2 separate regions of the Gasterosteus aculeatus genome follow, and region 1 is linked to region 2. A link is a contact called in public Hi-C data. All regions are on one chromosome and are shown on one strand. The core of a region is the stretch at or near the end of the contact, and the rest is flanking DNA. Distances in the headings are between cores, read along the strand shown.

What was found. A called contact is a pair of places that touch in the nucleus more often than the background predicts.
Region 1: a contact with region 2 is called in a Hi-C map of blood and trunk muscle, with 2.3 times the contacts expected there. The contact joins two enhancer-like sites. A contact is called at or near these places in 5 of 6 Hi-C or Micro-C datasets (blood and trunk muscle, skeletal muscle, tail fin and 1 more).

What each region holds. Positions count from the first base shown.
Region 1 is chr4:32,467,953-32,474,659 of fGasAcu3.hap1.1, reverse strand. All of the region lies in intron 19 of anks1b (ankyrin repeat and sterile alpha motif domain containing 1B), which reads left to right. Among protein-coding and RNA genes, the nearest start is that of apaf1, 54 kb to the right of the region's middle. Within about 2 kb of position 2,544, at least 7 of the 9 cell types and tissues checked have open chromatin away from gene starts, as enhancers often do.
Region 2 is chr4:32,422,401-32,428,575 of fGasAcu3.hap1.1, reverse strand. It overlaps apaf1 (apoptotic peptidase activating factor 1), which reads right to left. Exons shown (of 28, transcript XR_013467278.1): 13 at 6,048-6,174; 14 at 5,827-5,952; 15 at 5,574-5,717; 16 at 5,336-5,461; 17 at 5,096-5,242; 18 at 4,399-4,527; 19 at 4,128-4,268; 20 at 3,722-3,841; 21 at 3,486-3,611; 22 at 1,246-1,371; 23 at 170-292; 24 at 1-50. Among protein-coding and RNA genes, the nearest start is that of apaf1, 8.1 kb to the right of the region's middle. Within about 2 kb of position 4,570, at least 2 of the 9 cell types and tissues checked have open chromatin away from gene starts, as enhancers often do.

The DNA of each region.
Region 1 (6,707 bases), core at 1,295-3,794, 48 kb before region 2:
GCTGAGATTAAGGGAGGTCATCTTGTGACACAACAAATTAATTGTGTACATGTGTGTATAATATATAGAGATATAATGTATAACTAATCAATCTGAAGTGAAGACCCGACAGTTTGTGCTCACTTTTTGTTAGTGTGCGTGTGGGTGTGTGTATATATATATATATATATAATATGTGTGTGTGATTCACCTTCGAGTCCTGACTTGTCCCTGCGTTCCCCACTTCAGGAGGTATTTACGCTCAAAACTGGGAATGTGTTCTGAAAAGCTGAAAATGACTAACTGTGTCGGGATATGTGTGCGTGCGTGTCTGTGTGTGCGTAACCGTACGAGGGGTCCAAAATAAATTGAGGACAGTCATGAGCGTTCAGCCTTTTCTTCTACCGCTTGTTCTCCGTTGCCATGGCGGCTACTAGTTACCATAGAGACTAGAGATATGTGCACTTGGTATAAATGAAACGGGTTTGTGTGTGTGTGTGTGTGTGTGTGTACTGGATTGCCTTCTCCTGACACAATTCCAAATCATTTGTCTGCGTGTCTGTGCGCGTGCTTGTGTGCGTGCACGTGTCGTGTTCCTGTGCTTATCACCTTCTTTGTCACCTATCCAAATGGACAGATTGTCTCACATCCCAACACCAGATGGTTCCTGCCTTCGTTAAGACACTGCAGGATCAAACCCTATACATCATACTATGAGTCCTACACGCGCGCACACACACACACACACACACACACCTACTAAAAACCCCCAAAAGGCCATTAAATGTTGGAGACGTGTATTTAAGGGCAGCTATCGCACACCCGTATGGTGTCCGATAGGTTGAGATGTGTGCAGATACAGTACACATGTAGTACACGTACAGTATGTGTGGGGAGTGAGTAGTATCTCTGGTGTGGGTGGATTTGCCTCAGGACTGCAGTGTACTTCACCGTCCCTGCTCGCTCGCTCGCTCGCTCTCCTGCAGCCTTATTTGGCGTTTGCACTTCCTGTTGTAGCGCTCACCGCGCTGGAGATGGTGTGGGAGGTCCTGGGAGATGGTGTGTGTGTGTGTGTGTGTGTGTGACCTGCCCGAGTGCACCCTGAACCCGCGGCCCAGTAGGACCGCCGCTGTTGGACTTTCCATCATACAACATCATGTTCATCATCAGGTGCTTGCGAGGTCAACAATAAATGCTTGAAGGTCAGGTCTAGAAGAAGCGGACAGTCAAACATTTACGATCCTTTGAACGGATCCGAATCTCGAGGACCCGTAGAGATTCCAGTGTATTAATGTGAATAAAAAGGTATTTTACTAAAGCAATACGGTACGTCCAATGATGTAACAGCACGGGGGTGTTGATGGGCCCGACGCAAAATCATAAATAGGTAAATAGCTGCCTTTCAGCACAAAATAGTTGTATATTGTGTATACGCCACCAAGCTAAAGACTACTAACGGTCACGTAAAATCTAACCTGTTACTTTGAGTGCGCAGTGTGATATAGAACGCTCACTCTCAACCAATCAGAACGCTGGATTTCATCTACCCGCTTCATAATAAAGGATAATCTGCCATAGAGTTGTTTCTCAGTGAGGAGGCAATACGGGTGAGTCACGCTCTATCTTTGGGTTTGGGTTCTCTTACTGGATCACATACGTAGACTTGTAAAATACAGAAATAGGCAGAATGACGTCAAGCTGCGTGGGTTGAATTTCATATATGTGACACTTGCAGTGACACAGAGGCCGATTATATATACCCTCATGCACAGGCGGCTCTTATTTTGATGCACCGAACTGGTTTGGTCCCAGTTTTGTCCTGTAGTCAGCCGATGGGCGCTTGGATCTTCGATTGTTATGGCTGAGACACCCTGCAGGTATATTACACAAGGCTGCTCAGGGATGACGATGCTCTGAAGCACACGAGTCATAAAGCTGCAGTAAAAGTCCCAAACACAAAGTTTTGGACGGGCATCTTAAAACACTCCCAAGATACAATGATAGGAAATGACCTTGTTTAGTCATCAATCCAAAAGACGAGCAGCCGCTTCAGACCACGTGAGGTTCTTTGATTGGATATCAAAGGTACAAGCTTGTGTACGTAGAGACGTGAGAACAAGGATGGGACAGCGATTCCCGTGAATCCGCCCACCTTTGGAATTGCGGGTTCATTTGGGATGAATGTTCCGTCTGTTGCGACGGGTTTTGAGCTGAAATAGAAGAAGTGTTTGGTTCGCGCCTCTGGCTGGCTGATGGGTGCTGTAGTCTAATAGTGTTGGACCTATTCATTTCCTTGCCGTTCCATTAATCCCACACCTACATCGCGCTGCATATGTGAAGCTAGGACACAGTCTGCTTAGCTCAGCAAAAAGAAACTACGCAGGACAGAAACCTATTTGTGCTGGTATTTAATGTCAGAAAATTTGGTGTCATTGTGATGATAGTAACTGTCGCAACTCGTGCTGCACACAAACAACACATTCACACTCCTCGTGAAGCAGCACGAGCCCGTCTCCGTACGGGCCCAGCGTCTCCATAGTGACGAGATGGAGAGGAGGAGGGGGAATGTCAACTGGGTAGAGCGGGAGAGAGGGAGGGAGAGAGGGAGGGAGCGTGCTCAGGCAGAGACATGTAGGAGATGCAGTCTGGCTGCAGCGAGCTGAAGAAAGAGGAGGAGTTGGTGAGCGCTGGAAATCTGCACTAGAGTGCGAGAAAAGGGAGACGGAGGCTGGTGGCGAAGCGGCGAGGGAGTAAATCTCGGGGAGGTTTCAAGACCGAGCAGAAAGAAGGACGAGAGAGAGTCAAAGACCAACTTCTAAGCGCAGAGAATTGCCGGCTGAGGAACAACCTTTCATTGGGAATAAGTCCAGTCCCTGAGGAGAGGTAGGAACAGGTCCTTCCGTTGTTAATGTTTGATTTGTGCATCCTTCACAAAGTGAGCTCTCCCGTAGCGCTCAACACTGCTGACGCGGCGGATTCTCCGGCTGTGTGCGCTGGAGTTGGATGCTTTTTGCGCGTCTGCGTTGCGGGAGACTGAGCTCAGTGTGGAAGCCACAAAGCATCCTTCCCTCCTTTGCATACAACTTAGGGGTTATTTCACAAGTATCCCGCAACAAGAGCGAGTCATGTCCTTCCTCTTTTTCTCTCTTCCCCCAGGAATCTCCGCCTGGGAACCTTTTTCGTGGTGATTTTGAATAGATTCTCTCGGCTGGTCGAGCCGGTTCCCCTGACATCGGGTAGTGGGCGCATGTTTTGGTTATCAAGCTCTCATGAAGACCTTCTGAAAGGCAGCTCAGAGCATGTGTCAATCTTTCTGTTTTTGTTTTCCAGAGTGAGTCGGGTGAAGCAGAGAAAACGAGTAACCGCTATTTCCTCCATCGTTAAAAACAATCGCTGCCCTAATTTGTTTGCTGTTGTGCTTTGCCTGCTCCAACGTACTGTTGGAGGAAGACGAGAGAGCAGAAATCTGAGCAGGGGAAGAATATAGTTGCTTCAGAGCGGAATGCTTTTAGTTTGTAAGAGTTTAGTTAAAAATCAGTCAGTCTGGGAGAAACCGTAAACTCTCGTGACACGAAGGCTTGGCCGCTGGGATTGGATGATTGTGTTCAGGGCTTTTTATGTTTTCCTAGACCTACTTTGTGTGTCAGAGACAGCTTGGACTTTCTTTTAAGTTACTGGAAATCGAGGGACAACATGAGGAGTAAATATTTTCTTGCCTGTTGGGACTCGTATTGCAGCACCGATGACGGGAAACAAGGCAGCGGCTATTGAGCAAGACCGGAGCGGAAAGTAAGCGAGGACACTGCAGGAGGTAAAAAGAGGGACAGAACGAGACAGGTCCCAGCAGGAGAAGTAAATGTCTTCCCCCAGCTGTTGTACAACAGCCTAGACGCACAGAAAAATTGAATCAGAAGTCCTGTTGGATGCTTTTTAGTACAATCCTGTCCATCGAGTCGTCATGGCGATGGATTTCTCCCCTCGGTGACCGGCGTTAGTCAGTTGGCAACCTCAACGCGATGGACGAGGCAGAGAGACCGATCCCAGACAAAAGCGTACTGGAGAATTGATTATATCAATTTGCTTATGCTGGTGCTATTTTGATTAACTGTTTTTATTCTGTGTAGTTTAATAAACTACCGTATCGCCTTTAAGCCTTTTTAAATGATTCATAGCGTCAAGCCTTCTTTTTCACGCGTGATTAAGGTTCATCTTAATCAAGGGTTGACAACATGCACATCGCGCAAAATAACAGCACGTTTCAGCCTTGAGATCTATGATAAATGGTGTGAAATGCAACCGTGGAGATAAAATGTTCTCTTTATTTCATCTCGAGATTGTTTAAAAATTAAACATAATTGGATTAATCAGTATTAATCCATTTTTGTTATCGTTTCTGTCATGAAATTTAAGCTTTTATACGTCTCAACAATTTTTACCGTTTGTAAAGACCGAAGGTGGATCATCTCTGTTGAAGCACCCACACCAGATAGTACTGTGCTCATAAACGTACACAAACACACACACACAAATGTATGGATGTTCACACACAGCCTGGTGCCCCTATGAGAGCTTGTGCTCCTCTGTGTGGCAAAGTGTGTGTTTATGCAGAGGAAAAGATTTGAGAGCTCTTGCTTCAACCTTGATCCTGCAGCACTTAGCAATGTTTGCTTGCTCACACACACACACACACACGCACAGCCTGTGCTTCTAGTCATAGTTACAGTTCTTGTGCTATTAATGGAGATATATGTGTCCATGCAGGCGGCTTATTTTCTCCTATTGGCTGCCGGTTGTGTCTGCACAGAAACGAGACATCCTATTGGTCCCTCTTGGAAATCAGTTTCTACAAACCCACACTTAGCTGCAATTCCCCTCTGCTCTCTCGTTGCTAAGCAACCAGTGGTCTCTGGTTTCCCGATGATGCCCCCCCTTAATGTAGTGTGTGTGTGTGTATATAAGTGTATATCTATACACACACACACACACACACACACACAGTTGCTTGCTTTCTGAGGGTAATTGAATATGTTCAAGAGTGTGTAGAGTGTGTGTGTGTGTGTTGTCTATTGAGAGTTTGGGCAAATCAATACTCATCATTCCAGCCAAACCCCCCCCCCTCCTCCCCCCCAAACAACACACGAGTTAAGTGAGCGATGCATCGACGAGGACGGTGTCTGGCTGTGATGAAGTATTCAGGCTCAGAAGATGTCGAATGTGACCCTGTTGGTGTAAATGTCTCTACTTTGACTCTCAGCATGAGCTGAGCTCATTATCCACATTACATCAATGCTTTTCTATGACAAAACTTATTGATTGCCAGAGGGAAGCTTCTTTCTCCTACGTCCCATCTTAGCCAACAGATTAAGTGCCACGGGCCAGACATCATTATCGCCTGATGTTTATCTCCAATTTTCATTTTCCTGCTCAAAACCACTAGATGTGATTGTAAAGCGGTAATTATACTATTCAACCAGGATAAATTCCCTCAGAAATCACCCTCGCTCATATTTAAGGTGCCAATCTTCACTATACCAATGTTCCAATGTTCAAAGTACTGACATGCTTATATATATATTGCATGTCTGATGCCTTTGGCAACATTTCGGGCGGAAAAAAACGTTTTTCTCCACTCGCTGAAATCTTAATACTTTATTAAAGGAAAATCAGGAAATCTAATCCACCAATATTAACAATACTATGTTTATTATTATTATCTTCTCTGCTTTGACAATAATGTAATACATATAGATAGTACTGAGATTTGTTGCAAAGAAAACGTTTTGGGATATTTGATCCCCAAAAACTGCCTGAAACCCCAGATCCTCAAAGATACTTCGGAGGACGCGACCCCGATGTCCTCGCTAGCCACAGCCGTGTAGTCAACCTCCAAGACCTGAGTCAGACACGGCCCGTTTGCCGATCAATCATACCAGTCAATCCTCCCGTAATGTATTCTGACCCGGGCAATTTAAGAAACCCAAGCTGGTGATCCTTTGATCTGGAATAAATCGATGGGAGGATTCTTCAAAGGGTCGAACCCCAACCCGCCGAGGGGCTTTGGGAGGTCCGTTGACATCGCAAAGGTCGCGACCTCCCAGTCTGCAGAGGGAGAGGCGATTGGTCGTATCGACGTGAGCCTGGAGAAGGTAGACACGAGCAGCGAGAGCTAACAAACAAAAGGTGGACCAATCGCACGCGGTTGCCAAGGCTGAAGAGAAGAAACCGCCTCACGACACTCGCCTGCTATTTATTCTCCGCCCGTCTTCGCCTCCTGAGCGCCGTCTCCTCATATCTGGCTGCGCAGCGGGACGGGAGCGAAAGGAGGACAGATTGGGAGAGACCGGAGCAGATGACGAGGGGTAATTTGAGGTCAAGGGAATCCGAGCGGCCGTCATTAAAACGCCGCGCTATCTTGAGCACCGACAGCGGAGCGTCGGTCTCCCTCGCCGGGTTTCACGCTCCAGCGACCCGACAAGCGTTTACTGGGAACCAGAGAAAAGGCTTTTTGTCTCCGGATGGCCTGATTGTGAGAGGTCGTTGGTAATGCCCCCCCCAACCCCCCTCCCCACCCCCAATCACTGACTCACACCGCTTCAAGAATTCGAGAAGTTCATACAAATTCGGCGTTGTTGCTGAATAAAATAACTTGTTTACCGGTTACCCGCGCTGTGAGAAAAACACAGCTCCTTGACCCCCATGTGTGGCGGCTAATGCGCCGACGGAGCCCC
Region 2 (6,175 bases), core at 3,321-5,820:
CGGTGCGCCTCGATGTCCTGCAGCTTCGCTCCACTTTCTACGTCCCACATCTTCACAGTGGTGGAGAGCAAGTGATTATTTCATGAAGCTGTTGTATCACGTGTGTGTGTGTGTGTGTGTGTGTGTGTGTGTGTGTGTGTGTGTGTGTGTGTGTGTGACAGGGCTCCACCTTGACAGTGCCATCAAAGGACCAGGACAGCAGTTTGGCGTCATCGGGGAGAAGAGAGAAGCATCTGACCTGCTCCTTGTGACCCTGCAGCACTCTGCACTCCCCAGACTGCCACCTCCACACCTACAGGGGGCAACAAAGGAACAAACCGCATATAGAGTACCGAAATATACGTACAGCAGAGCAGACTATTTTCAGTCTGCTGATTTCATCCCTGCACATCCGTCGGCTTGTTTTATGACAGGCAGGTAAAAGGGGATCCGCGGATATCAAACTGGAGGGCGGGACACGCAGAATCCTCCCGATTGGATGGATCCCAAAGGTCAGAATCCATCACCAGCTGACAGCGGTGCGGTTGCATCTCTTTACATTCCCTCTGCGTCTGCGTTAACGTCTAACACACACGCTTCCATTTCCCGCCGAGCACTGATGTCAAACAGCGCGGATTTGACCAGCTGCTGAATAAGCGGCCGGCGGCCCGAGAATAGCAATGGCAGCCGCCGCACGAACGCGGAACGCGGTGCTGCGGCGTCGGGAGAGGGATGGGAGCGCTGCGGTGGATGGTCTGTCGGACGGTGGGAAAAAAAAAAAAAGATGAAGAAGCAGGAGGAGGAAGAGGAGGAGATGAGAAGAAAGCGGAAATGAGCAACAGAGCATGAACGGTGGGGGTTGACGGACCATAACGGCCCCGAAATACACACACACACACACACACACACAACCAGCTGCACACCGTCCACACGAGAGATGAAGCGCTATCGAGGGCAGCGTAGCCGAAGGCGAAGGGAGGGGAGATGGAAGTAAAGGAGAGAAAAGAAGGGGGGTGAAGAGTGGAGAGTCAAAGAAGCAGAGCGGGTGAGGGGGGAGCCCGCTGAGTGGGCAGTTTTTAAGGTGAGGAATAAAAATAATCAATCGCGGGGAAGAGAAATGACAGCCGGTTATGGCAGGAGGTGAAGGATCACGCCAGGAATTAGGCCCAAAAAAAAAAAAGACGGCGTGGATGAGAGGGGGAGGAAAAGGGAAAACCGGGCAGAAAAGGGGGAGTTATGGGGGGGCGAGGGGGGTTTGGTCTTTACCCTGATGGTGGTGTCCTCGGAGGACGTGAGGAGGGTCCTGCCGCTCTGGCTGAACCGGCAGTGAAGCACCGTCTTGGTGTGTCCGAGCAGCGTCGCTAGCAGCTTCCCAGAGGGAACCTGCAGCACCTGCAGGGAAGAAAAACAAACATTTAGCGCCCCAGAGGCAACAATCAATAATGTTTACCAGCCAGGAAAGAGGCTCTGTGATGAAAAGTCACCAAAAGTTCTTTATTAAATTCATTCCGAGGGAAAACGTGGACGTCGGCGCCAGAAGAAGTCGACACAGAAAAGTCACACGGCGAGGGAGCGAGCCGAGCAGATCAGAAATGTTCCGTTTGTTTTTTCTGGGTTGACTACATTATTTTCATGACTAAGCACTTTTTCCTCCGCAGTTTTTGTCAACAAAAAAGTTGAACTGGGTTGCCATGAAATAAGACTCTGGACATTAATGACACGCGCAGGATGAATTATCGTGACTTTAGCTGTAGCTTTACTTCTAGCGGCAAATCATGACGCAGCATTGTGAGCATGTTAGCATTAGCCAATAGCAGGGCGGAAGCGTCTCGTTGATATGTTTATATATTACGTGTTATAAAATATCAGACATTCCTTGGAGGAGGACAATATCTAAAACTATCCTCGGATAATGTTTATCTGATTGTGGGTTTCCGGCAGCGTCCGGATTAGTTGAGTATTTACGAGTGCAATCAATGAATTCTACTTATCAATACCAAAAAGCGCTAATTAGGGTGTTGAGAGGGGACACATGGTTAAAGATTAAAAGTGTAATTATAAAACTCTTTTGCAGCACTTCCTTCAAAGCCTCACATGTTTCTTATTATTAACTTTGGAGGACTTTCATAGTGATGAAAAAAACTCAAAATACCGCAAAAATTCAAATTTCATTTAAAACCTGGGAATAAAGCACACACACACACACTGTAAGTAAATGAGCACATGTAGTTTTGAAAAGTACAACAACACAGAGACGCACACAGTGCTTGGGATTCTACCAGCCACTAAAATATTTAACGTCTCACGGGTGTTAAAATGTCAGAGCGGACGAGGCCTCGCTCGGAGTCATCGGGAGCGTTTCACAGGATCCACGCGTGCGTTATTTGGGGCGATTCCTGAGACACACACACGCAGATGTTTGTCTTTCCCTACCTGCGCGTGTAAAGCCCTACAGCCAGCATCGCCCCCCTGGAGGAGGCCAACAGGCGTCGCATCCTGCAGCCGACTGTCTTGACTACCTGCGAGCGCTGCTACGTTGCACAGAACACACACACACACACGCGCACTTTTCCAATCGCAAAGGATCGCACAGTAACTTTCTGTCCTCGCCGCATCTCACAAGGACAAAGCTTTTTTTTTTTCTTTCTTCATGATAAAAGGAAAAGAGCACTGCGGTGGTCAAAAGCTCCAGGAACCGACCCGGCTAGAACCGTGGCGCCCTCTGGTGTTTGCTCACGGGGAATACCAGAGAAACATCTGCGTGGACGCAACGACAAGTTGTATCTTAAAACTAAAAAAAGGTTTTGTAATGCCTTACTTGGGTATAAATTAAGCTTATTTTCCAAATAAATGTTAAAAGGAGGGGAGGAGTTCTCAAAATAAGCCGCAGAACATAACGCATTGGTCCACCACTGACCTCAAGTAGCGGTTTAAAAATCGTGGCTTTGTTGTAATTTTTTAACTGTTGCAAAAAAGGCATTTTCTGTGCATCAAGTATCACATTATTTTTCAATGCCCTTTTTTGTTCCCCCCTGGTTTTAAGAACTTTGGTTTACTAATGGAGACGTTCTTCTTCAAGTCCCCTCGTCTGCTAATCCTCACCTCTCATATGTCTGGGGCCAGGAGCACAGTTGTAATTAAAATAACAAACTCCTGTATTCATTATGACTGCACGACCTTCTTATTTCATTAGAGAAGTCTCTGCTGTGTGGCGCTGGCTGCTGCAAGGACACCTCAGGGGACTGTGTGCATATACGAGTTCTTACAGATGTCTGGGATGTCCCAGGGAGATACAAGGGTGACGGAAAAAAGTAAAATGGAAAGGAACCTGAACACACAAAAAGATGCATCCCTCAAACACATACACACAAATACCTCCCTGTTCTCTCCTTGTCGGAGACCTACGGTGGCTTTCATGTCACGTAAAAACTCAAAAAGGGCGTCCGAGTTTGCCCGAGTTTTGCTTGGTTCCTAATTGTGGACTCGAGTCTGGAAGTGTTGTCTACCTGCACGGTGCCATCTTCCTGGCCCAGGGCCACAGCGGAGGGCTGTCTGCACATGGACGTACACCGGATCCTGGACGGCTTCTCCTCCGACTGGAACAACACGGATCCCGTCCGGCCGTCGCGAACCTGACACACACACACACACACACACACGACACCATGATGAAGGCACATCCCCGGTGCATCGCTCTTTGATTCATTCCTTCAGTGCCTCCATATTTTCTCCTCCAGCTCACCTGCAGTCGGTTGCAGTTGTCTGCAGCGGACACTATGATTTCTTCGTCGTTGAAGAGAACGTCGGAGTCTCTTTTCAGGCAGACAGCCGAGGTGGTGTGCACCTTGTTCGTCTCCCATAACTTCAAGAAACAGACAGGAAAACCACAGAACATGCTTAATTGCTTATTTGTAACTTGCATTAAAGCAGAGGAGTTCATCTTTGGTGGGAAGATGCAATTAAAAACGGTTTGCATACACTGCGCTGAAACCGAACAGCTGGCGAAGCGAGAACAGAGTCAACCTGTGACGTCCGCGCTTAGCACAGGCGTTGATTCCACAGGCGGTAATTAGAACAATACCGACGGTATCCGCGGAAGAAAAGCTGCTCCGCTAATGCCGACGCGGCACATGGCGAGGCGGTCTTACCCTGACAGTCTGGTCGTCGGAGCAGGAGAGCAGCTGTGAGCCATCACGAGAGAACTGGACACGCTGCACCCAACTCAGGTGGCCACTGCAGTCCGCCATCTTCTTGTTGGCCTCCAGGTCCCATAGCTGTAACACACACTGCTGAGCATCTATTCAACCTTATATTATCATCCTCTCCGGGAAAGTGTTCAGCAACGCATCAAAACGAGGCATACTAATGGGATTTAACAAAAAGGACGTAAACACGTGTTGTTGTGAGTAAGTTCCGTACCTCCACAGCGTAGTTTGAGAACGCGATCGCCAGCAGGTTACTGGTGGGACAGGCGTGACAATATTGCACCGTGCTCAGGCGATTCGTTCTGATCTCCAGCAACATGTCCGATGTCTCCACGTCAAACACCTGAGAAACGCCCAGAAAAAACAAGTCAGACCGGCGTCGTGTCAGGACACAGCGAGGCCCCGTTAGGCATATCCAAGAAAGATGCAAGCGTTGTGTAATAAGTCGATGGTTATACTCGTTTAGAGATGAGCTCAACCAATACTTGCTCTGTGAGGCCAATAACAACATGTGAACATCGGTCCCCCTGGTGGACCAACCACGTAATGGCAAACCTGTTTCCAAATGACCTCAAATATATTTTTGGCCTTTTTGTATTGCAATCTATCAATGCCAATATAGTGCATACATCAGCTGATAATATCAGACCCGCCAAAGTAAAGGTTAGAATCTACAACAAATCAACGGAGTGTGTATTTAACAAGTCTGTATTGACCTTTAATGCCTAAAAAAAGTATCATCTTGAGCAAATCCGCGACATTGAGGGTCCTTTCCTTTATGTCGAAAGGAAGTGGGGCGGGGGGGGCTTACATTTAACGCCAGGTCACACCCTCTTTAGATTCTGTAGATACTCTCGTTTACATTAAACGGCAACAAGGGCAGTGAGGACGAAAGTGAAACGCGCGCTCACCAGAGCAGCGTTTCTGGCTGCACATATGATGCGTTTGCCGTCAGCCGTCCAGGTGCTGCACTTGACGAGGACCTCTTCATCGCTCTCTGCAAACGCGTCTCTCACATTGATGGTCTTCCACTCGTTGGCGGACGACGTGTGGAACAGCTGCACACAATACAGCTGTGTGGTTAGTTAGGTGCCCAAATACCTACTTATTCGGGGCGGCTTTGGAGGTAGCTGGCTGCATGTGGGGGTCACCTTAACGGTGCCGTCGTTGGAGGACGTGGACAGGTAGGTGTCACTGGGGGAGAAACAGCAGTGGTTGACCGGCTCAAAGTGGCCAAAGATGGTGTTCTGGGACGACGGTTTGTTGAGGTTCCAAAGCTGCAAAGTACGACAATAACAGATACTTAGAAACAAGGGGGCATGGCACTCAATGAGGGGAAGGAAAAGGCAAACGTGTGAGATTTTAAAAGCAGCCAACACCGTTGCCCACCTTGGTATTCAGGACCTTGTCGTTGGAGCAGGTGGCCAGCAGCAGGCGTGGCGTCGTCGAGTTGGTGAACTGACAGTGGTTGACCTGCTCCTCGTGCTCCTCCTCAAAGACCCTGAGCAGCATGGCTCTCTCCACGTTCCACACCTGCAGGAAGAGAAGCACAGTTTCAAGGACGCTGCAGAAGAAACGCTGAACTTTGTGTGTCCTTTGCTTGCATGCTGCTGCGACCAAGTTGCGTCACTTCTGGGCTGACCTTGACTTTCCTGTCGCTGGAGCAGGTCGCTAGGAGACGGTCGTCAGGGGAGAAGGCACAGCAGAGCACCTCGTCGTCATGGGCCTGGATCTCCATGAGCTTCTCCCCCGAGGTGCTTTTAAACACCTGAGTGTGAAAGAAGTAACTAGTTGTGCACCGTACAGTAAAATTGATAGCGATTTGGAAAAGATATTATTTTTGCTATTAAAGTGGATAGATACCTTGAGCATCTTGCTGGCTCCACTGGAGGCGATCTTGGCTCCGTCTTGCGAGAAGCAGGCGGAGTAGATGGAGCCCTGGTGCGGGTGGATCACCAGTCGGGACAGACTCTCTACACTGCCCTTGTTCC